Regions from separate parts of the Mus musculus genome. Here all the other regions are linked to region 1. The links are chromatin contacts, called in public ChIA-PET, HiChIP or PLAC-seq and promoter capture Hi-C maps. All regions are on one chromosome and are shown on one strand. The core of a region is the stretch at or near the end of the contact, and the rest is flanking DNA. Distances in the headings are between cores, read along the strand shown. Region 1 holds the start of Ercc6l2 (excision repair cross-complementing rodent repair deficiency, complementation group 6 like 2). Region 2 holds the start of Fbp2 (fructose bisphosphatase 2). Region 3 overlaps Fbp1 (fructose bisphosphatase 1). Region 4 has its middle 9.8 kb from the start of Gm40981. Region 5 overlaps Aopep (aminopeptidase O). Region 6 holds the start of Ctsl (cathepsin L).

Region 1 (5,236 bases), core at 1,530-4,029:
TAAATGATGCATCTCCCTCTCATTTAAAAGACACAATTTCTTAATCTGACACTCAACATATATGTTTCAAACATCAATTGTTCATTAGACACCGTACCACACAATGGATATAAAATGAAGAACAGTGTCAAAAACAGTAGTGAGCAGTTTCCCTGAATCTTATTAACTAGCATTATTTAAAGACAACTTTTCAAGGTAGCCCTTTTTCCTCTTTTTCTATTACTCCTACACACACTCCACTACAATCTCTTTTCTGATTTTAAGTCAAAATCAAATCACAGCTGGGTATGGTGGTGCAAATCTTTAATCCAAGCACTCAGGAGACAAGAGGCAAGCAGAACTCTGAGATCTCTGCGATAGAGGTTAGTTTGGACTAAGAACTATAGAGCAGAACAGCCAGGGCTACACAGAGAAACCCTGTCTCAAGAAAACAAAGAAACTGAAACAAACAAAAATATAATTTTTCTCTATGCCAACATCTCTGGAAAGCAAGAGATAGCAAACTTTTTCTATAGGCAACTACTAGCTATTTGTTAAATTACAGTTTAGAGACCATTTATTCTCTTACTCTTTAAAGAAAAAAATCAGTCACAGACAATAACTAAATGAGCATGGCTGTATTCTAATAAACCTGTATTTTAAAAGGCAACATCAGATTTGATTTAGTAAGTAGTTCGATGACTTTGTCCTTAGTACATGGTACCATCACTTATTGAAAAAACTCTTGAAAAAATTCTGTATATCAGTAGTTTAAATATACTTAAACTATTCTAAATGTCTGATTCTTTATCTATTGGAATAATACATATTGAAACAATAGCTCTTCTAGTTAAGAAAAAATCTTAGACTAACACACAAAAGACAGTTAACAAGCATAAGCTGATTTTTTTTTGTTTGTTTTGTTTTGTTTTTTTGAGACAGTGTTTCTCAGTGTAGCCCTGGCTGTCCTGAACTCACCCTGTAGACCAGGCTGGCCTCGAACTCAGAAATCCGCCTGCCTCTGCCTTCCGAGTAATGAGATTAAAGTCGTGTGCCACCACGCCCGGCTATAAGCTGAATTTTTAAGTGAAAACAAATTATTGATCTAGTGAGATAGCCCCTAAAAAACTCATAGACATAAACATAATGGCAAAAGGTGCTTTGGAAGAAGAGAACAGAGTGCTATGGAAAAGAAGTATTGGGAGACACATTTCAGAAAAAATTTTCAGGTAGACCTGTATGTATGTGGAAAACACCAGGACATCTTTTATGGGCACCTTTGTACCTGAGTTTGGGTTATTTCTAGAACCAAATAGATAAAGTTGGAGTCAGGAATAATGATTCTGTTACTACAGAGATTGGAACTGCTGATCAAGGGAGGACTTTTCTCTGAAAGGTAGGACTGGGGGTATTGCTCCTAATGATTGGGATGCCTCTCTCAATTCCAAAGTGCCTTTTTTGTTTGCTTCCAACATAGGAAACATACTTCCTTCTTGGACACTCTTGAGTGATCTGTTCTTCCCATCAGCAATTTTCCCCCTAAAATACCAAAAGTGACTAAATCTTCTAATAGCATCAAGGAACAAACATAGCAGTCCCATCACTGTCACTTAGAAGATCCACCATTTGCCTTTAGCAGTCAGATTCATAAAGGCATTTCTATTTGTGGGCCCTTAATTATGACATGACCAATTTTTAGTCCTACGAGTTCAAGGTTTGTTGCTTACCCTGAAATTAGCATTGAGCACCTGCTTACTTTCATGAGATATCTTCCTCAAAGGAAGAGCAAGATTTACCCAATGATTCCTGGGCACAGAACACTCAGTTGTAAATCTGTTCTGTCAGGGCTTGAAGGTTGACTCCATCTGTAAGCCAACTTGCTGCTAATACTGCTGACCTGGATTCCAGCCTCTGAATTCATAAGGAGAACTGACTCACCCAAGCTATCCTCTGACTTTCACATGCCTGATGCACACATATACACAAAGTTTGTAATCTGTTATATCAATCAATTTTATTAATAAAAGCTAGAGGGCAAGTCTGCATCCCTGATGGCTTGTGAGATAACTGCACTTTCAAAAGCTCTTGGTGATCTACTAGAGGCAAAATTCTGCTTCAATACGCCATGTAAGTGAACTAAACTAAATAAATAGGCCTTTGATCATCTACCTAACAGATCCCTGCTATTGACTAATAACTGGCATATACAAAGACAAAAATGACATTTACTGAACGCCAAGGGTCAAAAGTGGAGTCACTTGCATCTCATCTCATCTAATAGTCACAAGAAGCAATAGTCCTCGTTTTACAGATGAGGAGTCTGTTCCCACTGCTCGGCGAGTAACTGTGAGGGACAGCACTAAATTCTTTCGTCCAGGCGGCTGAGTCGCAAAGCCGAGGACTTCCCGCGGGGCAAGAGTTCGAAACCCGCAGCTGTCAATCACAGGAAGCACGCGGGAGCCGCTTCCGGAAGTGCCCTGAAGACGTGTGCCTGCGCAGAGGCGCGAGCTCGGAGCTCATACCTTTGCGGGAGTCTGCGCGGGACTGCGGGGCGGAGATGTCCATCGGGCTAGGGGCAGGCACCCGGCAGCCCCGCCGCTCTCGGCGGCGAGGAGAGCACGGCACGTGGGCCGGCTGCCGGGCATCGCCCGCCCGGAGCGGGGGGCGCTATGTGGGGCCTGACGCGGCGGCGTCACCTCAGCGACCAGCCAACGCTCGCCAGAGCCCGTAAATCCCGCGAGAACGAGCGCCTCTGCGCTCCATCGCTCGCCTCCCTCCAGATATCGCGAGAAGATGGACTAGCCTTTCAGCGGGCGGAAGCGGCTTCCCTTCCAGACGAGGTCAGCCTCGCGCAGTTCGCGAACGTCCCAAATATCGCGAGATTTGGCATTAGTCGGCGACCTCGACCCTCTTCGCTGAGGGAGTCCACGACCTGAGGTGTGTGACATCCTCCCAGGGCGGAAAAAGACAGTGTGAGCCCTGCACAGACCATTGACACTGTGGTGGCCTTGTCGTCTAGGAGCTTCAGGAGGCGAGCCTTAAGAGGGCGTTTTCTTGGGTTTGCCTACTTTATCGTAACTCACTCGTGCACAAACAAGGCAACCCCTGGGGTTCGGTTTTCTTCGCCATCTGAGAAGAGCAGCGACTGTGCCTCGCCCTGAGAGAGAAGCACACACCACGCAGCCTGCTGCCTCCAGCACAGCGTTCTGCGCACGAGCTGAATGGATTTTGCCTGTCCCAACATCTCCTGAACAAGCTCGTGAAGCCAAATGTATTCTTCATGTCGAATTCTTGTGATTTTTTTTTTTTTTAGGCCACTGTGCCTGTGTACGGGTCTCGTAGAGCTAAAAATCCAGAAGTCAGAGAAATTGCATTCCTTCCTAGAAAGTGGAAGAATCTCCACTCCTTGGCTTGACCTCTTTCTTCAAAGCCAAGGATAGTGCATTTCCTGAGCCTTCCACAATGGGTTTGGGTTTTGGGGGGGTTTGTTTGTTTGTTTGTTTGTTTGTTTTGAGCTCACCAGAATAATCTTATTTTCAGGTGTACACTCATAACTACATCAGAAAAGGCCCCTTGACATGTAAGATAACATGTATGGGTTCCTGGATTTAGAGACACAAATTCCTCTTGGGGATCATTATCCTGCCTACTGGAGGATCTTATTTGTATATACTATATGCCTATTCAACAAAGAGATCTCCATTCTTTGCAGATACTACTAAGACTAGTAGACTATTTTCAAAGGAGTGCTATATTAAGAGTGTCACTTGTTTGCAAAGCAATAGGAAAAGCTTTATAAAGAGAAACATTTAGGAATATTGATTTAGCTAGTAACAACAGCCTGAATAAAGGGGAGTAACTGCAAAAAATAAAGAGTTAAATAAATTTTGGGGGGAGGCAGGGATTTTGAGACAGGCCTTCTCACTGCGTAGCCCTAGCTATCCTAGAACTCATTCTGTAGACCAGGCTGGCCTTTGCCTGTTGGTTTAAGATGTAAGGCCTTACTGAAACTACAAGTGATTTGATAAATCCAAAATAAACATTGAAATGAAAGAAATCACCTTGTTAAAGGAATATCCTTCTAGCTAACAAGACGACTCCTCACCTTTGAGTGTCTCTTATGTAACTGCATTGCCATGATTGTCCTGTTTAATGAAATGGGAACAGTCATAACATGAACATGTCTTAAAGGTTAAGCATCCTGCCCTTAGGGTAGCTTTTGTTCTTGTCGGTTGCCTGTCATCCTCTTGTGTGGATGCTGATGTTGTAAACCTCCAACACTAGGATGCCAGTTACTTCAAGGTGAAATTGTGATATATTTCTGAAGTCAGTATAAGTGTTGTTGGATTGACTATATTGCATGCAAAACCACTGACAATTGATAACACAGCAAACATTAAGACAATTTAGACTACAAAAATATAACTGTAGTATAGCATGTTTGATATGCATGAGACCCTAGGCTCAACATCTAGCACCCAATAACAGTCATGATAAGCATTTCAAAAGAATTTTACTTGGATGCCAAAGAGACTTTTAATATAATTAACCCTGCAATACTTTATTAAAATTGGTTTCTACTTATGTTCACAACATAAAAGGCAAATATATATTATGTGATAAATCTTTAAAATAATGGATTTATTGAGTTCGAGGCCAGCCTAATCTACAAATTGAGTTCCAGGACAACAGCCAGGGCTATACAGAGAAACCCTGTCTCGAAAATGCCAAAAAAAAAAAAAGGATTTATCAAAAATCTCATGAAAAACAATAGGTATGAAAACATAAGAGTGTTAGGTGAGTTTGGGTTGTAGCCTTTCTTGATATATTGTTAGATATAAGGTAGATGGAAGAAGATGTTAAGTAATAGTAAGAGAAAAGAAATGAAGTAGATCTATATCCTTTGCCAATAAGTAAATTAAATGTTAACATTTACAAATCAAGGGTTGGTGCTGTTGGTAGATAGAGTACTTGTCTACCCTGCATGAAAACCTTGTGTTCAATCCCCAGAGTCACATAAACAGAGTGGTGACAAACACATGGGATATAGAGGCATAAGGATCAAAGTTTAAAGTCATCCTCAGCCACATAGCAAGTGTGAGGGCAGCCTGAGATATATGGGGCTGTGTCTCAAACGAAAGGTCTTGTGTGTGGTAGACATGTGTTCTATCACTGAGCTATGTTCCCAGCCCTCCTGACTTACTCTCATATGATGTCTATAAAATAGTGTTCAGAAGAGATTTTTAGATTTGAAAAA
Region 2 (5,236 bases), core at 1,714-4,213, 960 kb after region 1:
TAATGTGCCAGTGGTCCCAAAACACCTCTGTGGGGCAGCTCTCACCCGCCTCATCTCCTGGGGAAGCTTCCTTTGCATCTAGGCCACAAAGGTGCCACATGCAGATGTGCTAGGATCACATGACAGGATTAGATAAAGCAGTTTTGCCAACAGGAAGGGTCCTCAGACAATCTTCCAGAAACATATTTCTTTGTCCAGGTCTCTGGTGGACGGTCTTACAAGCTTTAACTGTTCCAGGGTCTGTTTGTCCTGATGCGCTCAGACGTGGGGTTTTCATGGAACACAACCAGGTCCTCAATAACTCTGTCGCTAATATGTCAGCAGTCCTGAAATACCTGGGAGGGGCAGCTGCCACCCAGCATCCAGAATGTCACTGTGGCCACGCTATGAGTTTCCAGTCTGGTGTGTACCCTGGAAGAACTTTGGCATTTGCAGAAAGGCCAGCAGCTGCTGTCTCAGGCCACTTGGGCAACCTGAACGTCTACCCTTTAAGTGCAGCTTTGTGTATGGGCCAGAACTCGACATTAGGCATCTTTTTTCTTTATATGTTGACAGAGTCTCTCACTGAACCCAGAGCTTACTGATTTGACTAGACTGGCTCTAGTCTCTTCCCCACAGCTGAAATCACAGGTGCACTCCAGTATGTCTGGGTTTTAACATAGGTGCTGAAAAATCCAAAGATTCTCTGGCTTGCACGGCAAGCACTTCACCAATGAACTCAGTCATCCAGCCATCCTTCCAGCCTCTTCACCAATGAACTCAGTCATCCAGCCATCCTTCCAGCCTCTTCACCAATGAACTCAGTCATCCAGCCAGCCTTCCAGCCTCTTCACCAATGAACTCAGTCATCCAGCCATCCTTCCAGCCTCTTCACCAATGAACTCAGTCATCCAGCCAGCCTTCCAGCCTCTTCACCAATGAACTCAGTCATCCAGCCATCCTTCCAGCCTCTGAATGAGGCTCTCAAAGGGGACCTTTGAGTACCTGAGAGGATGCAACAGCCACAGCCTGGAAGACCAAAATACAGTCATGTACAAATTTCTCTGAGCTATGAATGTTCTGTCTGCATGTGTACCTGCAGGCCAGAAGAGGGCATCAGATGCCTTTGTCGATGGTTGTGAGCCACCATGTAGTTTTCGGGAACTGAACCTCTGGAACAGCAGCCAGCGCTCTTAACCGCTTATTCATCTCACCAGCCCCACCAAACAAATTTAATTGAAATAATTATCAAGGGAGGATATAAAATTGCAAGGCAAAATGCACACCCTCAGTTTTGTTGACTAACTTATTTGATAGAGAGTCTTGACATATTGCCCAGACTTGGAATTCTCCTGACTCAGCTCTCCAAGTAGGTGGAGATATTGAAATTATTTATATGTATGCTTATAGTTCTAGGTACACTGAAGAGCTGGAAGGATATAGGTTTCTAAGACACCGAGTTGGATACCAGGCACACCGACTGATTTTGAATACTTAGAGCCACTCCACCAGTTGTTGTCTGAATTTATGAGGAAAGCACAGTCTTACATGTTGAGCATTACTCTCAAATTAATCCACATATTGGGTAGCCAGCTTGGGACCCAGAGCCAGGTCTGTCTGCCATCAGAGAAAGTTAGGATATCACAGTAACAGAGAGCATGGCCAACTCTAAGCAGTTAATTCTAGGTCACCTTTAAAAAGTATTTCTTTAAGCGTTTTTGTTGGGAGCTATTAAGATAACACTATTGTCCTGATCTCTGAATTGGGCCTCTTCCCCCGAGAAGAAAAGAGGGTCAAAAGCGGGCCACCGGCACACCGCTCCGAGAACAACCACAGATTGTTCCAGCCCTAAGTCAGCGCGGATGTCCTGACCTCAAGATACCCTGATACCGCCAAGTTCCTGCTTCCACGTGTAACTGCCTAAGAATGTGCAATTCTATTGCCCCTCCCCCACTGATAAGTACTTCTCCTTTTGCTTGTATTGCCCCATCCCTCCCGCTGATAAGTATCTGTACTTCCCCTTTTCCTTGTGCAATTCTATTGCCCCATCCTTCCTGCTGAAAGGCACTTCCCCTTTTGCTTGTGCATTTAAACCTCAGGCCTGACTAATACATTTGGGGGCTTTGATGCATTCTAGAAGGTCTCCGTGTCGTTATTCGCACAAGGCCCTCGTCCCTCTCTACCCCCCATTTGGTTCTTAGGAGGAGGTCCCCTCGAGACCCTCGAATAACTGGACCTGCTGGACGGGTCACCTTTTTATGAGACCATTTCGTGTGTCTGTCTCCTACACATGCTCCACTTACATGCTTGGTATCCTGGAGGTCAGAGAGGGCACTGGAGCTTCCCAGAACTAGAGTAAAAGTTGGTATTTGGACCCAAAGCCAGGTCCTCTGCAAGAGCAGCCAGTGCGGTCCTGATGTATGTTTTCAAATCAAGGGTTTTTAAAATAAAAATAAAAATCCAGAGAAACTGGCAAATCAACCCTGAGACTAGACACTCTGCTAGGAATGTAATATTATCTTCCTCATCCCTCCAGTTACACATGCTTAATAGAAGCAAGCCTGAAAGAACTCTTGCTCCAGTCACCCTGGGATTGCCATTAGTTTGTTATGTGACCTATGCCCCAGATAAAGAATCTGCCAATATGCCATCTGAGAGTCTCAACCGTGCAGAATGACACACAGTGGCGGCTAGCTGCAGAAAGCCCTCTTGCTTCCCATAGGAGGAATTTGTGAGTCATTTTATTAGCTAGTCTTCTTTCACCTGTGGCTGATCCTGGCTTCTTAGGATCAAACAAAACAAAACTGGGTGTAGAGATTGAGGCCAGCCCTTCCCTGTAGCGCAGTACTATTTACAGCCTGCTTCTTGCACTGTGGCAGCTGCCACCGTCAGGGAGGGAGGCCAGGGAAGTTTCCTTGAGGGCTTGTCCGGCTATCTGAGTCACGTGGGGTGGGGTTCATTTCCCTCGGACTTTGGCACAGTCAAGTGCAGGTGTGTCTTCAACGAGTAGGCTGTGAGGCTGCTGCCTTGAGAGAGCAAGGATTTCTACAAGGAGCAAAGGGAGGCTTTGGGATCTCATTTGCACAATGACGGACAGAAGCCCCTTTGAGACAGACATGCTGACCCTGACCCGTTACGTTATGGAAAAGGGGCGACAGGCCAAAGGGACCGGAGAACTCACCCAGCTGCTCAACTCGATGCTGACTGCCATCAAAGCCATCTCTTCCGCAGTGCGCAAGGCCGGCCTGGCCAACCTGTAAGTCCTGGAGAGCATGCGCAGGCAACCCAAGCCAGGGTGTGGAAGCCACAGACCGGTGCTTGTGCTAGAAACGGGGTCCAAAGCTAATTTGCTCTTTGTGCCGTAAGGACACTGCATTTAAATTCTTTAAGCCTGCTTTGATAAAGCAGCCTTTGGCATGTTTTGCAAGGAAAGGGAAAAACTGCTTAGCAACAAACTGCAGAGAAAAGTGTGACTACCGGTTACTTGGGATTATAATGGTAACACTATAGCTTGTTGCCTCAAAACCTATATTGAATTCTCATTACTTATATTTGCAAAGTCTTAATGGGACTTTAAAATGTGTTTTGATGCCTTTTTTTTTTTTTTTTTTTTTTACCCCGTACAGGTGTGTTCAGTTGTCATGACCTCTGTCAGTATTGTGGGGTAGAAATCACCAGAACACAGGTTAAGGGGGCTTGACTGTCATGAAAAGAACCTGGCTCAGTTTTCTCCATCTTCACGTGGTGTTCAGGAATCTGGACAGGCTGGGCTGGGGCAGGCACAGCAGAGCACCTTTGCTTGGTTCTCTTTTGCAAAACAGGGCCACGTTCATGCTGGAGTTGCTCTTGGCCACAGCCAGGAGTACGGTTTTAAGGCATGATGAAAAGAAATCACTTCCTTTGGACTTCCATTTTGATTCCAGTGAAGGGCCCCTCTGAAGTCGAAGGAAGGGACATACATGTGTGTGTGTGTGGGGGGGGGGGACCCTCGAAGAAGAGCCAACAAAGTCCACCTATTTAAAATGTTTATTCTCGATCGTGTGGTGCCTTTATTCCCAAACTGTGACAGCATTAATTTCATAATTGCAATCATAAAACCACCACAGAGCTTACTATGTACGTGTTTAGGAACAGATAACAGGACCCAAATTAAAGATGATTGATTGGCTCTTTCCCCGGCCCGTGCTGTCCCTTAACTGTGTGATTACTTCATTCGGCAAGAACGGCCAAGCGCTCTCTGCCTTTAAGAACATGCTTCCAGAATGGGCGTTGCCTGCATGTGTGAAGATCATCCCCGAGTAACATTAGATAGCGTCTTTGCTACTCCTGTGTTCCCGCTCTGCTATAATTAGGGCGGTTTCCTGTGGCCACTCAGGACTTTTGCCCACACTTTTAACCCCTCCTCCGTGCAGGCCTCTCGGCTCCACAGCAACTCTCTTGGCAGCGTTCCTTGTGTATCTGCCACAGTCTGCTTCTCAGTGGTTCAGCATCCGACCAAGGGCCATGAAGGTCTAGATAGTTAAGTGCTTTATTTAACTTGGTTTTTCTTACCTTGTAGCTGTGGAATATGGTTTATTCTCGCTAAGACCTCCATGTTTGTAAATCTGGGAGCTACTAATAGTTTTAACACAAAGGGCTGTTACAAGGGTTAGTAAGTCATTAGGGCTATGGTTCTGACAGTGATAAATACTCAAGACATGCCCCACTATTAGCTACCATGGTTCTGAGACCATTCGAGGAAAAACTTACAGACTGGCCTATGTGGTGATTGACCACTTGGTGGCAGGCTCAGCCCTGGAAGTGGTGTCAGACAGAGTCCTAGGTCCCTGGACTGCTCTTCATAGTGGGGAAACCCTAACCTCCTCACACAGAGAGCAGCCACGGGGGTGGGGAGGAGACAGGGGCTGCAGGTACCCTGGCCTTGTCCAGTGCAGCTGTGTCCAGCCTTTAGGCATCGTGACAGGACCTCGTGGTTTACAGATGTGTTGGGCAGCATTCACGCACATGGCCAGTAGGTGGCAGGCTGTACACATTTGCTCAGCTCTTCATGCCCCAGCAACAGCTGCTTACATAGGAGACTGTGATCCTGAGGCAGAGCAAACCAATTTAATTGTTCTATTTGTTTGCTTACACGCTGCCGTTTTGAACCAAGGGGTAACAGCCTTTGAGGTCATGACGTTTGACGTGAGGTTGTTTCCCAAGGCTCATCATACCATACATCAAATTCTGGATGGGAGTAAAGTGGGAGGGGACGCCG
Region 3 (5,236 bases), core at 1,032-3,531, 930 kb after region 1:
TGGCAATGGCTATTGCTAGGGGAGAGAGACTTACTCTATTTGGAGAGTGTGGGACTGTAAAATTCCCATGATCCAGTGGATGGTCCCATATCCGTGCACATATGAGTACAGAACTAACTGGATAAAAGGATAGTAATGCTACTACTACTAATGACATGAAGTCAGAAGGATCATGTGGGGAGAGTTGTAGGTATGTTCATATTTTGTTGTATACATGTATGAGATTCTCAAAAAAAAATTAAAATAGCCAAGCTTTTCAAGGCATTCGTTCTTCTGTGAAAATTTAAATCTGCTTATAAAATGCTAGAGGCTTCAAGGCCTCCTGCTGCACTGGAAATCATATGCAATCTTTGCATAAAATACTAATACTTAATCCAAACTTTCAAAGATTTTAAACATATTGAGCAAATTAACCCACACTCTAAGGAATTCGATTTTCTATTAATTAAAACAGTTCATATCTTTAAAAACTTGAGTAAAGGGCTGGAGAGATGGCTCAGTGGTTAAGAGCACTGATTGTTCTTTCAGAGGACCTGAGTTCAATTCCCAGAAACCACTTGGTAGCTCATAACCATTGGTAATGGGGTCGATGCCCTCTTCTGGTATGTCTGAAGACAGCTACAGTATACTCACATACATAAAATAAAATTAATAATTCTTAAAATTAAAAAGAAAAAGTCTTTAAAAAAAAAAAAACCTGAGTAAAATGTTGAGTTTGACAGTATAAGTAAGAGATGAGATTTACAAAGCGCTTGTTAATACTGGTTTTAGTCTGTGGACTCCAGGAAGAGGATGTTTGCTTTCCGGAGGTCTCAGAGCCGGCCCTGGTCTAAGGCTCTTGATGACACATTTTCCTCAGCTCTAACTTTTTGAGCTGAAGGCCAGATGATTGCAATAGGGCCCTAGTGAAATGTCACAGGACCTTACAGGAGCTGTTCTCTTCTTCGTGCCATTTACTTGTGATGACAATCCTGTGTCGGCTGGCCAGCCGCCCTCTTAGAATTTGTCTGCCAAAGAGATTTAGAACTGATCTCTCACCCACCCATCGACAAAAGCTTGCTTAGTGGATGCTCTGGGGAATCTGGTAAGCACGACCTTGGCTGTCATTTTAGGAAGTCAGGCGTGCCCAGGGACACATCGGTAGCCCAGGTCTGCCAAGCTCCCTGTTTCTGGCTAAGTTTATATTGATGAGCCAGGGAGTTTTAGGCAAACTGACAGAGGTCACATACTTGGTAGAAGGAACAGCGAGAATCTGAACCCAGGTCTTTGTGCTGCTGACTTTTTTCTAGGGCCTCACCTGTTCTTGAGCACGGATGTGCTAATGTTGACAGGACCAGAGATGAAGTAGGATGATAATAGTTCTTAAATGTCTGTCTAAACAGGGGTATTATTTAGAGCCTTTGGCCCCTATCAACTAATTTTCCCCCTTCCCTATGTACCATGAAGCTGATGTCTGTATCCCCACATTACAGTTGAAGGACAAGACACCAAGAGGCGTGAAGTGACTTACACAGGGCTGCTAAGCACGTAGGGGAGATGAGATTGGAATTTCCGACCTCTGGAGCTCCAGCCTGTAGCTTTGAATGTTAACCTGTGCTGCTTTGATTTTGCTCCTGGAGTTAGAGATATGAGCTGAAGGAAATACTCTTAAAAAAAAAAAAAGATTTATTTATACAAGTATACTGTAGCTGTCTTCAGACACACCAGAAGATGGCATCAGGTCCCCATTACAGATGGTTGTGAGCCACCATATGGTTGCTGGGATTAGAACTCAGGACCTCTGGAAGAGTAGTTAGTGCTCTTAACCACTGAGCCATCTCTCCAGTGCAGAAATGCTCTTTTGTTCAGGCTCAAGAACTGTAAATTCTCAGATGTGCCAGCTCTGGTAATGTCAGTTCCTTTTTTTTTTTTGTTTGTTTGTTTGTTTGTTTTTTGACAGGGTTTCTCTGTGTAGCCCTGGCTGTCCTGGAACTCACTTTGTAGACCAGGCTGGCCTCGAACTCAGAAATCCTCCTGCCTCTGACTCCTGAGTGCTGAGATTAAAGGTGTATGCCACCATGCCTCAGCTGTAAGGTCAGTTCCTTTAAGGAATTGAATTCCCCCAGCATTTACCTTACACCCCGGAAGCCCCAGTTCCGGCATCAGATCTCACCAGAAACAAAGCAGGCTGCCACTTCCTCAGGAAGAGGCCTGCACAAAAAGAGTAGTTCCTGGGCTGGCCCAGCCAGCCAAGACATGACACAGAGATTTCAAAAGAGATAAGTCACTGTGTTGTGCTGGTCACTGTTATCTTTTCTAGTCTCAGATTTCCTAACCCTGACTGGGCTATATGCAAATGTACTGGGGCTTGATCTTAGAACCTTTTGTATGCTAAAGCATGCGGAGCACATGCCCAGGCCTTGCCAGAAACCTTTGAATGCCAGCTATAACCCACGCATATCTGAAATGCAGATTTAATGAGCTTGACACCCCAGGTTCAGGGTTCAGGGTCCCGGTATGCGGGCAGGTTGTCTGTGACTGGGTTGGGCACTTACATTCTATTGCCCACATTAGTAGCCAGTGGTGCTCAGGCCTGGGCAGGCACCCCACCGTTTTGCGTTCTGCCCACTGCTTCCTGGGGAGTCCTCCAGCTGTTTCCTCTTTCATAACCACTGTGCTTTGACATTTGTCCTTTGAGACCCAACAAAAGGGAGCTGGGGAACAGCTTGTTGCCTTTGTTTTCTGAAGTAACTCCCATTAGGACAAGCTTCCCCTGCAGTGAGGGAGCCATGGCCTCTTGGAAGGCTGGTACTGACTTGAGTTATCCTGGGAGGCTGCAGAAGGGGCTGGGCCCGGCTGAGGCCCTTGCTATCTTCATTCTCTGTGCTCACATCTCTCATTGGTAGCAGGGCCCAGCTGGCCTCAGAAAAAGCTTCTATGGTCAGGAAAACCCTGATCTGGTCCCGGAGAACCAAGGTGAGCCCGGTGGTGTGTGAGGGGCTTTGTCCCACGGAGGGCAGCTGGTGACTTCCCCTCCCGTTTACAGATGCTGGTGTGGAAGCTCCCTGCAGAACTTGGAGGCCCTCCCTCCCACTCCCAAGTCCTCCTGAAGTGTGCCTGAAGCTCGAGAGGTCACACTGGTTCAGTGGGTCAGACAGGCTCCAAGAGCCACACGGGTTGTGGAGACCCCTGCTTCTTTACCTTACAATGCTTGAGGAACTTTGACTGATGCTCTGCAGAGACTCATGGTTTCTGAAGGAGAGGTTGTGGGTGCAGATCTGAAATTGTGTGGAGAAGGTAAACTCCATGTGTGTGATGATTAATTTTCTTTCTTTTTCCAATAATTTATTTTTATTTACTTTATATCCCTATCACAACCTCTTCCCTTCTCTCCTTCTAATCCTACCCTTACAAATTTCTCCTCCCATTGTTCCCTACTCTTCTAAGAGAAGGGGGATCCCCCTTGGGTACCACTCCACTCTGGGACATCTAGACATCCTCTCCCACTGAGTCCAAACTATGAAGTCTAGGTAGGGGGAAGGGGATCCAATGGAAGGAACAGAGACCAAGACAGCCCCCACTCCACTTGTTAGGGATCCTACATGAACACCAAGCTGCAAATTTGCTACAAATGTGTAGGGGAGCTATGTCCAGTTCCCTGGCTGGTGGTTCAGTCTCTGTGAGCCCCCAGTGGCCCAAGTTAGTTGACTCCGTAGGTCTTCTTGTGGTGTCCTTGACCCCTCCAACTTGTTCATTTTCTATCCCTCAGTCTTGTACAAGACTCCCCAAGCTCTGCCTGTTATTTGGTTGTAGGTCTGTTGCCTCTGTTTCCATCTGCTGTTGGATGAAGCCTCTCAGAAGGCAGTTATGCGAGGCTCCTGTCTGCAAGCATAGCAGAGGGTCATTAATAGTGTCGGGTGTTAGCGCTCTCACATGGGATGTGTCTCAAGTTGGGGCAGTCATCCATTGGCTGTTCCCTCAGCCTTTGCTCCATCTTTATCCCTGCACACCTTGTAGGCAAGACAGATTTGGGGTTGAAGGTTTTGTGGGTGGATTGCTGTCTCTCTCCCTCCTCTGGAAGTCCTGCTTCACACCAGGAGGTGTCCACTTCAGTCTATATCCCCCTCTGGTAGGAATTTCAGCTACCCTTCCCCCAGTAGGCTCCCCTGTCCCAGGTCTCTTTGGCAGCAAAAAGGAGCTCTGATGGAGGAGTGGTGTCACTTGGTGGCCACTGCACTAAGGTGAATGGGAGTTCTGGAGGTGTTGGGTGAGACTGGTATTTCAGGGCAGTGAAGAAACCTGTGGGATGTTATTTGGATTGGAAGCATCTCTGCATGGACAGGCAGCAAGCCTCTGTGACTCTTGGCTCCCTTCACACTGTCTCCTCTGTGACCCCAGGGTCACGCCCTCTAAGAACCTGGTGCAAGTGCAGAGTATGAGCTTGACCTATCAAGCACCTCTGCTGATACCACTGTAACCTCTCATAGCCCAGGGCAGGATGCACAGCTCCAGGGCTCCGAAGCTCAGAAAAATGAGCTGAATGGTCACTGAGTCTCAGGACTCAGTCGTCAGGGGAGAAAGACGTCAAAAGTTCTAAAAGGCTACTTCTACAGATGTTTATACAGCATGCAGCCCCTTTCTTCTAGAAAAATGGGCTATTTCCTCTGAATTGCTTATGTGCCTTTGCTTTGTAGTCATTGTCGACTGGTTCAGGCTTCTTCGGGGATTTGGAGTATATTCTCTTTCAAAAACAAAAAATAAAACAACCAAAACAACCAACAAAAAAGTTCATGCAGTTGGAAGCCTAGCATCGAGCGAAGCCTAGCATCGAGCACCTTTCTGACCATCTAAATTAATCACCTAACCTGCTACCTGACATCCGTAGCCCCTCTCTTACCTATCACGCTCATTTGGAAACAGCTATTTTCTTGTTTGTCTTTTCTCACTGCAGTATTAAGCTCCCTAAGGCCAGGGATCTAGTCTGCCCTGTTCAGCAATGCTGCCCTAGCACAGTAGGTTCCCAGGAAGTTATTTGTAGATTTTAGGAAGGCTGGGGTTTTTAAGTAGAATTCACTGGGGGGACTGAGGCCCATGAGTAGGAGGTCTATTCTCCCCACAAACTCACCTTGCTGTGGTTTAAGTTTCAAGGGATCTTGTGCCAGGAGCCTAGTCCTCAGTATGCAGGTTGTGTTGAGAAACGCTGGTACCTTTAAGAGGTGGGGCCCAGTGGGAGGTGGCAAGTTGGCCCCTCCCCCTT
Region 4 (5,236 bases), core at 1,700-4,199, 910 kb after region 1:
GAGGATGGTCCATGAAGCTGCAGCCCTTCTGAGTCGGCTAGACCTGAAGAATCTCAGACCTACTGATTTATAACCCGCATGACAAGATCCCAGGAGCCCTGTGTGGATAATGAAGTTTAAAGTTTGAGAAGCTTTATTGTAAGACTTAAAATCTACCCCACCCTCCCGCTCTTGTATGAGGGGTGCGTGTGCATGCCATGACATGTGTGCCTAGGTCAGAGGACAAGATGGGTATTAGTTCCACATTGTTTAACAGGGTCTGTCTTGTTCATACTGCGTGTACTAGGTTAGCTGACCAGAGGAGCTCTGGGTACTCTCCTGTCTTCACTTCCTGTCTCCCTGGAGGATTGCTAGGATTATGGATGCATATGCTACTTTCTCTGAATTTCGCATACAGCATCTTTCTCTCTTCCTGCAAACTGTTGGGTCAAAAAAGTAAGCTTGGTGCAGCCCCTCTTTGGTGGAGGTTTAGAAGGCATGGAAAGATGTGGATTTTGTTTTTCCTAGAGCAGATCTATGATAAGAGATGGGGTTCTGAGTGCACAGCCAAGCAACCCTGATTTGCATGGAGCAGTTCTGGGTCAGTGTCTTGATTTCTCCGTTTCCCCCATGCTTAAAATAGCAACAGCACCTCTATTTTCTGCTTCCAGCCCCCCCACCAGCTCTAAGTGTGAGGCATAAATTTACAACGAATGATGAGCTCAGAAGCTGCTCTGTGAAGAGCCACCCGCCTCACTGGGATGCATATTATCTGAAGCGCAGATGTTCTGCACAGTGTGCTCTTCTTGGAAATATATATTGCACCATCCCTTGAGCTTCCTGGAACTGTAGAATGTACAAACATCAACATTGTCACACTGGGTTTCAGAGACGATCCCAGTCTCTCATTCATCTGGGAATGGAGGTATTTGCTGAAAGAGCAACCCCCCCAACTCAATTGGAAAGGAAAATTTTAATTTTTCTTCTTGATATTTGTATGCAATGTCTCTCTTCCCTTTCTTCCTCCTCTTCCTTATCTTTTGCGACAGGATCTCATGTATTCTAGGCTGGCCTTGAACTGGCTATGCAGCCAAGGATGTCTTTGAACTGATTTCCTGGCTCTACCTTCTGAGTGTTGAGATTACTGTGTGTGTGCTAGAGATGGGGACTGAAGCCAGGGCTTTGTGAGTATCAGGCAAGCACTCTAGCAGCCGAGCTACAGACATCCCCAGCCTGGTTACTGATCCGGTTTTGACTTCACCATAGCTTACCAGGGAATCTCTCACAAAGCACAGAGGATGCATAGTGTGAGTCAGACTGACGTTCACATCAGCATTTAAAATGAACAACATTTAGAGAAAAATTGTGTTACAAAATTCTTGTGTACTTAACAATCATGAGAGTTAATAGCACCAGCTACTGTTTCCTAGGGGAGGGTGTTCTGAGCTACTGTAACTATTCTAAACACATTAGCTCCCATAAGCCATTGCATCAAGCCTTTGCAGAATGTAGACTTCTGTCTTGCAAATGATGAAACTGAGGTCTGGTGGATGAGCATCTTGCCCTTGATCACACTGCTCGTAAGTGACAAAGTCTACATTTGAACAGAGATATTTCTAGCTCTCCAGCTTATGGATAATTTTCTTTTGTTTCCCCACACAGACCCTTCAGAGTCCCACGCAGCTCCAAGATGTAAGTTCTAGGCTAACAGAAAGATGCTAAAGGGACAGCTTTGAAAAGTGATCTCATTGCTTTCCATGAAGTATTGCTCCAGGGCAAGGAGTAGTGGAAGCATGCTTTCTTAGTACGTGCAAGGTCCTGGGTGCAATTCCCAGTACTGGAAACAAACACACACAAAAGCCACAAAAAGTTCTAAGACACCAGTATGGTGGTTCTTGTGCAAAGGTGATTTGGTAAAAATGAGGCAGGGCACTCTCCTTACGGCTTCTTCCTCTTGGCCATGGGACAGTTCTAGATGTCCTCATTTTGGTATAATATGGGAGGAAGTTCTTCCTGTTGAATCCTAGTTCTACCTCCCCCCCCCCCAACAATACCCCCCCAGGGGTGCATTAGGGATCATGAGGAAAATCTCTCTTGAGTGTTTGCCTCCCCGTAGCTTATTTCTCTTTCTGGGTTAAGGCAGCAAAGCAGAGCCTCCTTGTGTGGGCTCAGAGGTCTCCTGTGTGCTTACCCTGTGGCGTAAAGGGTGTGGGGAGGGGCAGACTACCTGGACGTTGGAGTCTAGACCTTGGTAACTGAGGCCTGAACAACCTGGGGCTGTATTTAATCTGCAATGTTGCCCAAATGCTCAAGCGGAGTATTAACGTCACAGAGGGGTCAAGGGCCCCAGGTCAGTTAAGGGTTGCATCAGCTGCTCTTTTCAAGGACTGCTGACAGCAGCAGCTGTTTTCCCAAGTGCAGACGAGAGTCCCCAAAGGGAATGCGCATGAGTCTCCACATGCTTCATTTGCTCATGAACCTTTGCTCCTAAGCAAACAGTGCATTTCACAGGCAGAAGCACGCACACTCCGTCTGGCTTGGCTCCTCTCAATTGACCTTTCTCCTGTAACTTCCAAGCTTGTTTTTAATAAATGTTTAACTTCTTGATTAATTTCAGTAATTTCTGAGGGTAAATTTTCACAGCGCAGATAATGTGTTCTGAATGCCTGCTGAGCTGTAGGCTATGTCAAAACTGTAAACACTTCAGATTGCTCTACCTTCCCAGTACCCTCCCTTACTATGCGGGAATGAAACTCAGTCTTTCTTTTTTTTCTGCCATCTGCGTAATTGCCAGCATTTAAAGATGCTTGCTTCTCTCTTTCGTTGCCTTTGGGCAAAGAATCACTTGCCCAACCTACACTAAATTACTATTTTTCTGGTTTGTTACCCCTCATTTCCCGAAGACTGGCATATAATGAATGCTCGCATTTTGATGTTTTTCTCCGGGACTGCCGTTTTTCTCTGGCAGTTCACCTGCTTTCGATTTTCTTCCTCCCCATCTGCTTATCCCACGGAAGAACTTCCCGCCCACATCTTTATTCCGTTTGCTTTTTAAAAATGCACCATAGCTCTTGGGAAGGAGGAAATATTATCTGCTGCCACAGAATCAGAACCGTCTCCTTTGTCATTTTGCCCGAGCAACTTGGGTCCCATTTTCTGTTCTCTCTTCTTGGGTATTGGACTTGGTGGCGCCATGTAATCCTGTAATGGAGCTACACTTAAAAGCCAGATGAATTCCTCAGAGAACCATTTCTCTCAAGCAGTCCCATTACCAGTGTTTATCAATGTGTGATTGACACGAAGATGCTACTGGGAGGTGATCTTGAGCGCCAGAGGACATCAGGGTGAGGTGCTTCCCAGCACGCTGACCTCCACTGTTTCCTTCCCCGCCTGCTGGACCACAATCTCCTTACTTCTCTTCAGTTATTTATGTCTGGCTCCTTCTTGCCAGTTTGTCTGCTGTTATAAGAGCAGATGTCATTATATGGCTTTGTGGTAGGGCTCTTGGTTATTAATGTATATCAGTTTGGAAGTAGATTGAAGCATGCTATGCATCCCACTGCGTGTCCTGTGTCCACGTTGTGCGTGCCGCCGCCGCTCATCGAGACTTCTCTGTTGAATCTTTAAAGATTATCTCAGCGTCTTCTTTCTTTAATTTTGAGACATGGCTGTCCTGGAACTTGCTTTGTAGACCAGGGTGGTCCCAAACTCACAGAAATCCTCCTTCCTCTGCCTCCCAAGTGCCGGGATTAAAGGTGTGCACCATCATATCATCACTCAGATGTATTTCTACTTAGAAATACACAGTGACTGCATCTCCATGTTTATAGATTTCTGTATGGTTGTGATATGATCTTTGATGCTTTTGTACATGTGTGAGGCCAGAGGACGGCCTCCAATGTTTTTCTCCATGCTCTGCCTACCTTTTGGGTCGAGGGGGAGCAGAGTCTCTCAATAGCCTGGTGCTCACCAGTTGGAATAGAGCAGCTGATCAGCGGACCCCAGGGATCGACTTGTCCCTGCTATCCTGCCCAGCATTTCTTAAAGGGTTCTGGGCTCTAACTCGTGCTTCCATGGTGAGCACATTACAGAATGAGCATCTCTCCATCAATGAGTCAAGATGGTTTCTTAATGTTTGGGTTGTAAGCCTAGTCTTCAAAAGCCGAGCCATTTCACCAGCCCCTCAACGTAATTTCTAAAAGGAGTGATTTCCCACTCTAGGACTTGACTCTGTCAGTTACTACCCTTGGTTTTCTACGGAATAACCAAAAATACGCTGTGCTCTCGCCACATTGGTGGGTATGATATGAACTGAACTGTAGACTTGAACAGGCAGACATGAGTTTAAAGAGCTCTCTCTCTCTCTCTCTCTCTCTCTCTCTCCCCCTCCCCCTCTCTGATGTTGTATAATCGCTTTATGTAAATTGGAATTATTTTCAAACCTCTCATCACAGTGTGGTGGGTGTTCTTGTCACACAGGAAGATGACGTTCTCAGGCCCACATTGGGGTATAATCCAGGTTTTTATCTCTCTTGTGAATGAGGGATGTCCTCCTTGAGGTTGGTAGTGAAACTAGTTCTTTACCAGCAGATCTTCATCAACCCTGTATTTAGAATACCAGGGTACAATTTTAAAATGGCAATTTCATATTACAAGATAACATTCGGATGGGGGAGCTATGAATGGGATGTGATCATGGCTGTCTCCTGTGAAGCTTGCAGTCTGACGTTTCACAAGAAATAAGAACACCTCTGTAGCGTCACAGGACTGCGATACATCAGAGATTATAACTTTGGGGCGCCACTGGATGCTTTTGCTTCTCCTTTATAATGCACTGACATCTTTTTGTAAATAGAATCTAATGCACACCCCTGATTGTGGCACACAGAGCTGTCTGCCAGGCTCTGCTGAGTGTTGGAAGTGTTGGCTTCACCGTGTTCTGCCCATAGCTGTTTCTATACCAGGGCAGCTTTAAGAATTGTGACAGGGACAGTATGGCACACAAACCTCTCTGGCCCTTTGCAGGCAAAGAAAGCCCAGCTCTGCTCTGTAGAATCTGGCTAAAGACTCCTCCATTCCTTTGCTCTTAGAGAAATGGGTACTCTCCTTGACTTCTTGATACTGGGATCTTCCAGCAGCCATTTCCGGAGGGCAAGGGTGTGTGTCCAAGGTTCTCATGTCAAGGAACATGGTCCCCTGGGGACCCTCCTGTTTTTTTTCTTCAGTTCTTCAGTGAAATTGCCCCTCTTCACTTCAC
Region 5 (5,236 bases), core at 1,875-4,374, 570 kb after region 1:
AACACCTGAGAGCGACCTTGAAGGGCTGGAGTGTGCCAGTGTCCTGAGGTCATATGTACTCCCTAGAAGGACAGTATACACCACTGCTCCTGCTGACAATGCCCGCACGTGAATTACAGGAAAAACAGTCGGCTTGTTCCCTGTTCAGACGTATTTACTTGGAAGTAAAAGGACATTTCAAGTCACATGATAAAGGGTGAAGGAACAGAAACGGTGTCTAATTTCCTTCCTGCTCATATCACACAATCGATACGAAAGAAAGGAGGGTGTTTATAAAAAATACCCTGGAGAGCCAAATCAGACGTTTCCCCAAATCCCCCCCAAAAGACAGGACCAACTCACTAGTTCATATGAAAGTGAAACTGAGGTAGGACTTTCACAAACCTGCCTGCCTGCGGCCTGTGGGGTAAAGGGGTTCTCAGAGGAAAGCAAACCCAGGGGCCAGCATCAGGCTCAGCCTCAGGTTCTCCCACCTCTAAGCCCTCCTTCTAGAAGACACTAAAGAGACTGTCTCCAGGAAAGCCAGGGAATCTTCATGGAAAACCAGTAAAGAACAAAATAAATAGCAAGCTTAAACAAAATGATAAAAGGTTTTGTTTTGGCTTTTTTTTTTTTTTTTGGTTAATTGCAGCATCATGGAGGATTGCAAACGTAAATACCACTGTGAGCTTCATCATCTAATCAATGCCACAAATACTTGTGAGGCCACATGTGGTCTTCTCCAAGTGCGGGGCTCTCAAGGTTGAATATATATCAGATACACATTGGCTGACGTCTAGGCTGAATACACTCAAGTGTCCGCCTGCTGTAACACATAATTAATGGAAACAATGACAGGTCCTAACCCAAGGTGACACCAGTAGGTGCTACTAAAAATAACACATCTTATTAGTGCCATATGAGCACAGGCACAAAACAGCAGCTCATTAAAATGCCTAAGATGAGAGTGAGTGCCAAGGAAAGCATTCTGTCACAGGAATGAAATTAACGCTGCCTATAAAAGTAACTAAAAAGCCACAAGAATGTTCTTCTCCCACCTCCCTTTTCCACTCTTATGTTTTATATGAAAATAGCTTTCATCTTTCGATGCAGGAAAGAATTGGTGGTGGCTGGCATCAAACACACTGAAATCAACACAAGTGTAATTATCAGCATACTTTCAAGTGTTTTCAAAATACATGCTGGTTGAGATTGTCTCAATTTAGAAATGTGCGCTTTGTGCTGGTGGTTGAGGACTAAGAATTTTAGGATACTGCCCAAAGCATTATTTTTGTAGCAGTTACTTGACTAGCTAATATTGCACCAACGTACACAGAGTGTCCGATGCAGTCTGCACTGTCTTTGTGTGGGTTGTGGCGGGCTTCAGTGGGACATTCACGTCAGCTGCTGCACATAAATCACTCAGAACTGGGCTTGACACTCGGCAAGTGTCAGCTATGGGTGCATTAATGGTTCCACTCAGAGAGGCTGTGAGGAGGTGCGTGGGGACGAGCGGGTGACTGTTGTTAGGAGTAAGTGCTGAGGGCAGCCGGTCATGGTCTTAATTTTTCCTGTTAGACCAGTTTAAAGCTGGCAGGGATTTCAGAACACACAGAGATGTCAGAATCTCTTCTGGTTTTAAGTTGTAGACTCTTAAAAAGAATCAGTCTAGGGAACAGATGAAAATTTAATGGTATAACATTACACAAACCAGACTGTCTTCCTGAGGCTACAAAATATAGCAATTTTCTCTTGGTCCAGCTTAAAGAGAGCAAAAATGTCAAGATCTTGCATGATTTGATCTGACATGAGATTTGGATATAGAATGTTCAATATTGTATTTGTTAAAGATTTATTATAAATACAAGGGTAGGAAGAGGTATAGAAACAAGGCCCAGGTACACAGGATTACTTAAGCATCTAAGCAATACAGTAAACTGCATACAGACACACAGACACACACACACACAACCCTCCCCGGCTTGGTTGCTTCATAACAACTTTCATTAATTACTCTGCACCCATCACTCACATAAGTCCTTTTCCAAAGGCAAGGCCCAGGACACAAAGACACTCTCTGAGGAGGTGAAGGGCGGCTGGTAATTCATTAGAACCCATAAAGCTTTTCTATGGAAATCAAGAATCAATGAAGCTATTGTATGAGACCATAGCTCGGCAAGTGTGGACTAGTTATGGATTCTCACAAAGCAACAGTACTCTTAAAAGAGGCAAGGGCACCATGCCTAGGAAACTCCAGGGGAGCCTTGCCTCAGGTATAAGGGCAGCCACCCATACCCACCAGGTTGCTGGGTGCAGGGAGTGGCTACCAGTAACTGTGGGCACTTGGCTGCATGCTCCCAGCTCTCAAGGGTTGCTTTTACTACTGGCTTGTGCATCCAGGGCTACAAGTGATTGAAGTCTATCAGCCGCCACTGGCTGCTGTGAGTCCAGTAAAGAGTTAAGTAACTTTAAAACAAAACAAAAATCTTAAATACTGGTTTCCAGAATTACAACAGAATATAAAAGACTTATGTCACAAAAGACAAACACTGTGACAAACTATTTCAAGCCTAAATCACCTACCTTTAACATTCTGGGTGCGCTCGCGCTCGCTCGCTTTCTCTCTCTCCCTTTCTCTCTCTCTCTCTCTCTCTCTCTCTCTCTCTCTCTCTCACACACACACACACACACACACACACACACACACACACACACACACACGGCAGAAGTGTAGCAAGTGCACACTGCGTCTCAAAGGCGTAAACAGAATGTAGACCTCCCTGAATTCACAGACTTAAAAGTCACGGTGCATTCTCACCCCAACAGAGATCACCACTGCTTTTGTGGCTCCAAGTCAAGTGTGTAATAAGAAAGGTGTTGTAAAAACAGATTAAATTGCTCCAAACTTTAGCATTTTATCAGAAGGAGAAGAGACAGAGCTGACTACTTGCCGCTATGGGCCATGAACAGCTCGGGCCATGTGCCTCACTCCCCTGTTCAGTCTTTATATTTAACCTGGACACATCACTATGAGTTTAAGAAAATTGTAAGCTCCAAATTGTGACAGAAGTCAACAGTGTCGGCTCTCGGTGACACTATGACTCACAAAGGCTGGTTCACCACCCTCTGGACCTTTGCTTCAGATACACCAGACACAGAGGATGGCTTGTGAGTCACCCCAGTGGCTGGAAAGCCAGCCTATGAATACTTCTGATCTCAGCATGCACACAAAGGCTAAAATGGAAATGGCAAAGGGGGTTTTCTCTAAGTTATTAAATGTGCAGTAATCAAGAAGTCGGAGTCTTTTGAATCTTACAATAGAGAGTTTTCTTTAAACTCCAAGTGCATTGTCTTTAAAATATACCATTGCATAAGGTGCTATTGTGTTATATATTTTAGTTCTTAGAATAATGAAGTTATCTAAACTCTATTTTCATGTACATACCTTAAAATATTAATTCTTACTGTATAATAGTGATACACAATTTATGTTTAAAAGTTAATGTGTTCTTCCAAAGTCAATAATAGATCATGTAGCAAAAGCTATTACAGTTAACACGCGTGCGCGCGCGCACACACATACACACATACACACATACACACACACACATACACACACACTCTTTTCACTGTTGGAATCACAGCTCTAGCCAGCCCCACAGAGCTAGCCCAGGACTGTAGTCTGTGTGCTATGCACATTCTCGTTTTTTTGTAGCCAAATTTACTCAGACTAAATAACAAGCATTTGAAATAACAGAGAAAGGAAGAACATCAGAGTGGGTGGGAAACAATTCAGGAGCAGGAGAGAGGACACGGGCTTGAGGTAATCTGGTTACAGCCGTGGCAGAGATAGGAAGCTAGGACAACATGGAAAGGGATGTCAAGGGACATCCTGTGGAGATGTAAAAGGGAGAATGAAGAATGATGGTCCTTCAGATGGGTACATAAAGTCCTTAAAGATGGCTTCCTGATAACAGGAATGGCCAGAGAGAGACAGGACATGAGGCCAGGGCAGTTAGGAAAGCACTCCAGTCACTCACAGGGTGAGGTGGCAAAGTCACTCAGCTTGTTCCATTTGCTTCTTCACAGCTCAGACTTCACTGCACTGCTTTTCTGGCTCAAACTCTCAGCTAATATTTCAAGCTCCATCAGACTATGCCCATCATTTAGTGCCTGAGATGATTTCTTTAAGGGTAAAACAAAATGTTTCCCATAAAATGGCATTCTTTCCACACAGCTCGGATCCTGGCCTGCTGCCTGCCGTGGCTGTTTTCCTTTCTCAAGTTATCCCAACAGTTCTGTTTTTACCAGGCAGTAAGAGCCGCCTCCACCCATGGAAGGAAAACGTTGCAGTCCTAGCATAGTTAGTACCGGCCACTTAGCTGAAGTCACTCGGATCTAGTCCACAGACCATTCGGCCAGATCCACCTAGCCCAGTCCAGTTTGGTCTGATCTGGGTTGACTTCTGAGAGCCTCAAGTGGGGGACATTTGAGGAATGGAGGACATGGAGAGAGGACATCTGGTCATCAGGGGAGAGGGCAAGGACAAAGAAGACAAAGGGGCAGACAACAGCTAGGTCTAGAACATGCATGCCTGACATGAACACTCTTATTTCAGTCTTGCTAGACCAGTGAACGCAGACACATGCACAGTGGGGCACAGAAAGTACATGTGTTAACTTGCTTGTGGCCCAGCAGACATCTCAAATTTTGTTTTCCTTTTTATTTTATTTTGAGACAGATCTCTTTACACAGCCCTGGCTGTCCTGAAACTATGCAGACTAGACTAGCCTTAAACTCATGCCTTTGCCTCTTGAGTGCTGGGTATTAAGGTACAAGCCAGGCAACTTATCAGAATCAACAGTGAGCGACCTACTTCAAGGCCCCCCAGCAACAGGATCAAGTCCTAGCACCAGACTTGGCATGAACGCTCACCTCAGTAATCCCCTAGGTCCTGTGCCTTTCAGGTTGCACTCTAATGCCCTTGGGTCACAGATCTGACTGCTCACCTGGTCCTGCACAGTGCCTGCCTTCCTTGTCAGACTCTTCTCCCAGGTGTGACAGGGAAAGTGCCTGTTGGGCTAGCCGGGGGGGAAAAGAGGTGGGGATACCACACAAACACATATCTCTGGGCACACCAGATGTCCTTGCACTCCTAGAAGGGAAGGCCATCCAATTCAGCTTCAAGTTCTTTAAAACCACTACCCACATTGTCTAGGAACAAAGTCAGAGGTGGTTTTTCCAGTGGGCCTATCTG
Region 6 (5,236 bases), core at 1,025-3,524, 560 kb before region 1:
GAGTTAAACGTTACTAGCAGTTTGTAAGCTTCGGTTTGGGTCCTGGGAACTGATGGTTTCCTCTGGAAAAGCAGGGAGGGTTCTGAACTACTGAGCTCACCTCGTTTTTGTTTAAAAAAAAAAAACTAGAAAATAGTTATGGAGGAGACAAGGAATGCTTATTATTTTTTCCATAATGAATACTCTTTTCATTGTTGTCTTATGAAATGGGTCTCAGTATATAGCCTTGGCTGGCCCTCACTATGTAGACTGGGCTCAAGAAATCACAGAGATCTGCTTGGCTTGACCTCGAGAGTGCTCGAATTTAAGCATCTGCCACCAGGCCCAGTATGAATATGCTTTTTAAAGTTTTTTTGGGGTTTTTTTGTTTGTTTGGTTGGTTGGTTTTTTTTCGAGACAGGGTTTCTCTGTGTAGCCCTGGCTGTCCTGTAACTCACTCTGTAGACCAGGCTGGCCTCGAACTCAGAAAATCGCCTGCCTCTGCCTCCCAAGTGCTGGGATTAAAGGCGTGCACCACCACGCCTCTTAAGACACTTTTTAAAAACTCATGTTGCAGCTAGGTATGGTGATGCACACCTTTAATCTCAGCACTAGGGAGGCAGAAACAGATTTATTTGAGTTCCAGGACAGCCCAGTCTACAAAGGGAGTTCCAGGACAGCCAGGAAATCAAAAATCCTGTCTCAAAAAACAACCACAACAACAAAAGCCTCATTTTCGGGGAGGTGTACATGTGCCAACAGCACATACAAAAGTCAGAGAACAACTTTTGGCTCTCTTCTTTCACCATATAGATCTCTGAGATTGAACTTAGGCTTGGGTTCAGGCAACTCTTTAACACTAAGCAATCTCACCAAGCCCTGAACGTGATCTTTTAAATCACTTTTAAAAAAATACTTCTTTTAGGGCCAGGAGGTAGTGGCGCACTCCTTTAATCCCAGTACTTGGGAGGCAGAGGCTGGCGGATCTCTGTGAGTTTTGAGGACAGCCTCATCTATAGAGCAAATTCCAGGACAGCCAAGGCTACACTGAAAACCCTGTCTCAGAAAATATTTTAAATACTATTATAAAAGACATTACAAGTCAGGCAGTAGTGGCGCACGCCTTTAATCCCAGCACTTGGAAGGCAGAGACAGGCGGGTTTCTGAGTTCGAGGCCAGCCTGGTCTACAGAGTGAGTTCCAGGACAGCCAGGGCTACACAGAGAAACCCTGTCTCAAAAACAAAAACAACAACAAAAACAAAACAAAAAAAAAGACAATACAAATTTTTAAAAATCACATACTGAAATTAACCAAACTCAAATATTATAAAGCTTCTAAACAGAATAGCCAATAAAAAAAATCTTATATGGCTAAAAAAAAATTACACTTTACCGAATTATTTTCTTTCAATCTTACCTATACCTGTATATATATTTTTTCTCTATCCAAGTAATTTCTTCAAGCTACACAACTACAGCCTTCTATTAAATATTACTCTTCTTGAGTGAGGAAGAGGAAACTAAAGCGGATAGCTCGGAGATAGCTTTAATCCCGGCTCTTGAGAGGCAAAACCAGGATGCCTGTGATTGCCTGGTCTACATTATTAAACCCTATAACCCCTATCTCAAACACATACTTATATCTTTTCCAGCGAATTTATCAAATTCCAGAAGTGGCGCATGCCTTTAATCCCAAAACTTGGGAGGCAGAGGCAGGCGGTTCTGAGTTCGAGGCCAGCCTTGGTCTCCAGAGTGAGTTCCAGGACAGCCAGGGCTACACAGAGAAACCCCGTCTCGAAAAGACAAAAAAAAAAAAAAAAAGGAAAAAGAAAGAAAAAAATTGAAAGTAAGAAAAACAATTCATAATGTAAAGTAGGAAAACAGTCTCCATCGTTCTCAACCGCTTTTTTTCTTTTCTTTTCTAGCCACCATCCTACAACCCCACCCCCACCGCCGCGTCCCCGCCTGCCACGAAAAGAATTTCTACCAGACTTGAGAGAAATGCTCCTAAGGAACAATCCATGTATAGGTAAGGCAGGAAGTGCGGCGTTAGAAGCCACGTGCTGATCTAAATTCTATGGACACCCGTCCAGCCAGACCCTGGAGAGGTGACTCTGTCCTCCGCTCTGTCTTCTTCCACTTACATCAGCATTGTTGTGGGTTAAACAGAAACCACGGGTTATGCAACTCTCCACCCTGCACATTTTAATCTACAACTTTCATACAAAAGGAAAGGTATGGCTGAGGTGGAAATTCCACAGCAGGCCTTTTTTTTCCTACGCTTTTCTTACAGAACCAAGGCACCACGCTGGCGTGGACCCTCCAAAGTGGATCAGCCTCGCCCCAAGGCTTGCACCACAGGACAGGTTACGACCCGGCGGCGTCACGCGCCCGGACTCCCGCAGGCTCCGCCCCGAGGCAGGCATAGCCAATGACGGGGCGGGGGCGGGCCCTGTCGGGGCTGTAGCCTGAGAGGCTTTAAAGCCTGAGCCCGGCGCTGTTCCTCCAGATTCTCGGACCTCGGCGACCTCCGGGGATCCGAGTTTGCAGACTTCTTGTGCGCAGCTAGCCGCCTCAGGTGAGTGACCCCCGCGGGTTTAAAGGCTTCCCGAGCAAGGGCAGGTAGGGGAATCTAGAATGTGGGAACCATAGCATCTGCAACCCGGACTGGAGACCCCCGGATGGGCCAGGATCTCGAGGATGTGTCCTCGGCCTCCCCGAAGTGATAGGCCCTTGTTGTCGAGCGGGGTCTTCATCAGGTCATGTGACTCCGGGCTGCCGGGACCCGTAGGGACAGCGGGACCCCCTCAAGCTGGTCACGGGACCCAGGGCTCCTTGTGCCGCCATAACATTCGCGGGCGGTGGCCGCGAGCGCGGAGCGGACGCCCATCCCCCTCTCCCCCGGACGGGCCCAGCTTGGCCCCTAACCCGAACTGAGATCGCATAAGGAGGCATCGCCTTGAGGCTTCAGTTCGCCTGATGTGCAGCTGTGCGTTAAAGTGTGTGGTGGCAACCCACCCTCTGGGTACTCCTGTATGCCCACTTGGGGTCACTAATACTTGTCAATAAATGACCTGGACCCAGTTGTCCTCTTAAGATTCTGACGCATACAATATCGGAAGACTTAAGACTACCGTGGCGCTATAATAAGAGAAAGTGGGGGGGGGGCTGTCGAGATGGTTCAGCGGGTAAGAGCACTGACCGCTCTTTCAAAGGTCCTGAGTGCAAATCTCAGCAACCACATGGTGGCTCACAACCACCCATAATGAGATCTGACACCCTCTTCTGTGCGTCTAAAGTCAGCTACAGTGTACTTATGTATAATAATAAATCCTTAAAAAAAAAAAAGCAAGAGAAAAGGGTTTACCCCTGTTCCAATGACTACTAGGCTGTTTTTGTTTCAGTAGCTAGAGTCTAGGAACCTCCAAAGATTAATTCCTGACTTGTTTTTCTCCACTCATAATCACATTTGTTAACACGTGCAAGGATGCTTCAACTCAGAACGGTTTACTGCTGGGCTGGTGGCTCATGGATCCCTAAACTTGAGAGATGGGTCATTGAAAAAGTTTAAAGCCTAAACTACATGAGAAACTGTCCTTAAAAGAGAAAGCTTCCGTGGGATTCTCATTTCCTCTTTTTCCTTCCCTAGGTGTTTGAACCATGAATCTTTTACTCCTTTTGGCTGTCCTCTGCTTGGGAACAGCCTTAGCTACTCCAAAATTTGATCAAACCTTTAGTGCAGAGTGGCACCAGTGGAAGTCCACACACAGAAGACTGTATGGCACGGTTTGTAGTGTTTACATTGTCTAGAGAGAATGGTCTTCCTTGCCCTTGGAAGTGTTTGTTTGGTTGGTTGGGTTTTGTTTTTGTTTTTCCAAGTCAGTGCTTCTCTGTGTGTCCCTGGCTGTCCTGGAACTTGTTCTGTGGACCAGGCTGTGAACTCAGTGCTAGGATTTAAGTCATGTGCCACCACTGCCCACCTCTTTCTCCCCCCACAACCCCCCTCTCTAACCCTCAGAAGTTTATAGCCAGAGAGTAGTCTCTAGAGGCCAGCTCTTAGCAGGAATAGCCCAATCATACATCCATTGTGAGCAGAGTAGAGCACATACATCCCTTTGTGTGTTTTCGGGAGGAGTGGTGCCTTTCAGAGTGTGTAGCTGTTCCTGTTCCAGTAGATCCATTTGGTCAGATGGATTGGTTTTTTTATTTAAGATTTAGTTAGTGAGATATATGTCACTCGTGATATATACCACACTTATGTCTGGGTATTGTGTACATTCTGGAACTAGTTAGAAAGTACCATATGGCCGGGCAGTGGTGGCACACTTGGGAGGCAGGGGCAGGCAGATTTCTGAGTTTGAGGCCAGCCTGAGCTATACAGAAAAGAAACCCTGTCTCAAAAAAAGTAACATATGTGAGTGCTGAGAATTAAACCTGAGTCTTCCACAAATGGTCTTAAACACAGCCATCTCTCCAGCACCATCTCTGCCTCTGGAATTAAAAGCCTGTGCCAACATCTGGCTCCCCCTGTCTATTAACAAAAAATGAAAACTGCCAGTTCTGTGCTTGCTCTAGAATGAGGAAGAGTGGAGGAGAGCGATATGGGAGAAGAACATGAGAATGATCCAGCTACACAACGGGGAATACAGCAACGGGCAGCACGGCTTTTCCATGGAGATGAACGCCTTCGGTGACATGGTGAGTGGGGACATGATGCGAACTCTTGAACTCTTGAGCCCTCTCCTCCATTTTCTTTCTACAAAGTTATCTCACCTTTTCTACTTTTTTTTTTCTCCCTTCCCGGAAGACCAATGAGGAATTCAGGCAGGTGGTGAATGGCTACCGCCACCAGAAGCACAAGAAGGGGAGGCTTTTTCAGGAACCGCTGATGCTTAAGATCCCCAAGTCTGTGGACTGGAGAGAAAAGGGTTGTGTGACTCCTGTGAAGAACCAGGTATGAGGGCTGGGAGAAGTCTTGAGTTTGATCCCCAGGGTCCACACTTGGAAGAGACTCGAGGTGGGGGAGGGGCGGGAGTGCAGCATCACTAAAGATAATGATTTGATTACCCTCCCCCAGCAGCCATCAACTGGTAGTAACTCCTGAGAGGAGCCAGGCCCCATGAGACTCTGTCCTCTGTGCTTTAGCCTTGACCACAGTGTTTTGTTTTGTCTGCTCTTTTGGATCCTGAATGAGACAGGATCTCACAATACTAGCCCAGCCCAGCCCAGCCTGGCCTCAAACCCAGGATCCTCTTG

Evidence for each region. Promoter capture Hi-C pulls out the DNA fragments that hold promoters and counts their contacts. ChIA-PET counts read pairs in DNA pulled down with a chosen protein or histone mark. HiChIP or PLAC-seq counts read pairs in DNA pulled down with a chosen protein or histone mark.
Region 2: a FOXA1 HiChIP or PLAC-seq map of pancreatic cancer cells shows a contact between it and region 1. The contact joins the promoter of Fbp2 here to the promoter of Ercc6l2 in region 1. A contact is called at or near these places in 1 of 39 promoter capture datasets (cranial neural crest) and 2 of 115 datasets of contacts at active chromatin or transcription factors (astrocytes and pancreatic cancer cells).
Region 3: a promoter capture Hi-C map of pre-B cells shows a contact between it and region 1, with 6 times the contacts expected there. The contact joins the enhancer-like site here to the promoter of Ercc6l2 in region 1. A contact is called at or near these places in 4 of 39 promoter capture datasets (cranial neural crest, hippocampal neurons, liver and 1 more) and 2 of 115 datasets of contacts at active chromatin or transcription factors (the 230-238 cell line and pro-B cells).
Region 4: a promoter capture Hi-C map of hippocampal neurons shows a contact between it and region 1, with 2.3 times the contacts expected there. The contact joins the enhancer-like site here to the promoter of Ercc6l2 in region 1. A contact is called at or near these places in 4 of 39 promoter capture datasets (the HPC-7 cell line, cranial neural crest, hippocampal neurons and 1 more), 1 of 484 Hi-C or Micro-C datasets (pre-B cells) and 1 of 115 datasets of contacts at active chromatin or transcription factors (the 230-238 cell line).
Region 5: an RNA polymerase II ChIA-PET map of memory CD8 T cells shows a contact between it and region 1, with 15 read pairs. The contact joins the enhancer-like site here to the promoter of Ercc6l2 in region 1. A contact is called at or near these places in 1 of 39 promoter capture datasets (pre-B cells), 4 of 484 Hi-C or Micro-C datasets (CD4 T cells, natural killer cells and regulatory T cells), 1 of 115 datasets of contacts at active chromatin or transcription factors (memory CD8 T cells) and 1 of 9 other capture datasets (liver).
Region 6: a contact with region 1 is called in a promoter capture Hi-C map of pre-B cells, with 2.7 times the contacts expected there. The contact joins the promoter of Ctsl here to the promoter of Ercc6l2 in region 1. A contact is called at or near these places in 1 of 39 promoter capture datasets (pre-B cells) and 2 of 9 other capture datasets (adipose tissue and liver).

What each region holds. Positions count from the first base shown.
Region 1 is chr13:63,812,783-63,818,018 of GRCm38.p6, reverse strand. Ercc6l2 (excision repair cross-complementing rodent repair deficiency, complementation group 6 like 2) reads right to left here and starts at 2,779. Exons shown (of 19, transcript NM_001013608.3): 1 at 2,502-2,779. The coding sequence starts at 2,544.
Region 2 is chr13:62,856,127-62,861,362 of GRCm38.p6, reverse strand. Fbp2 (fructose bisphosphatase 2) reads left to right here and starts at 2,963. Exons shown (of 7, transcript NM_007994.4): 1 at 2,963-3,235. The coding sequence starts at 3,066.
Region 3 is chr13:62,877,421-62,882,656 of GRCm38.p6, reverse strand. All of the region lies in intron 1 of Fbp1 (fructose bisphosphatase 1), which reads left to right. It overlaps Gm38679 (a long non-coding RNA gene), which reads left to right. Exons shown (of 3, transcript XR_873587.2): 1 at 1-190; 2 at 2,889-2,955; 3 at 3,026-5,236. Among named protein-coding and RNA genes, the nearest start is that of Gm38679, 5.0 kb to the left of the region's middle. Within about 2 kb of position 2,281, at least 138 of the 459 cell types and tissues checked have an H3K27ac peak or open chromatin away from gene starts, as enhancers often do. A contact at or near this core is called in the 230-238 cell line, liver, pre-B cells and 1 more, where this site is marked.
Region 4 is chr13:62,905,449-62,910,684 of GRCm38.p6, reverse strand. No RefSeq gene overlaps it. Among named protein-coding and RNA genes, the nearest start is that of Gm40981, 9.8 kb to the left of the region's middle. Within about 2 kb of position 2,949, at least 43 of the 459 cell types and tissues checked have an H3K27ac peak or open chromatin away from gene starts, as enhancers often do. A contact at or near this core is called in hippocampal neurons, where this site is marked.
Region 5 is chr13:63,241,634-63,246,869 of GRCm38.p6, reverse strand. The region is part of intron 13 of Aopep (aminopeptidase O); the gene reads right to left. Among named protein-coding and RNA genes, the nearest start is that of Gm16907, 53 kb to the left of the region's middle. Within about 2 kb of position 3,124, at least 106 of the 459 cell types and tissues checked have an H3K27ac peak or open chromatin away from gene starts, as enhancers often do. A contact at or near this core is called in memory CD8 T cells, natural killer cells and regulatory T cells, where this site is marked.
Region 6 is chr13:64,367,558-64,372,793 of GRCm38.p6, reverse strand. Ctsl (cathepsin L) reads left to right here and starts at 2,274. Exons shown (of 8, transcript NM_009984.4): 1 at 2,274-2,558; 2 at 3,630-3,766; 3 at 4,556-4,678; 4 at 4,788-4,934. The coding sequence starts at 3,641.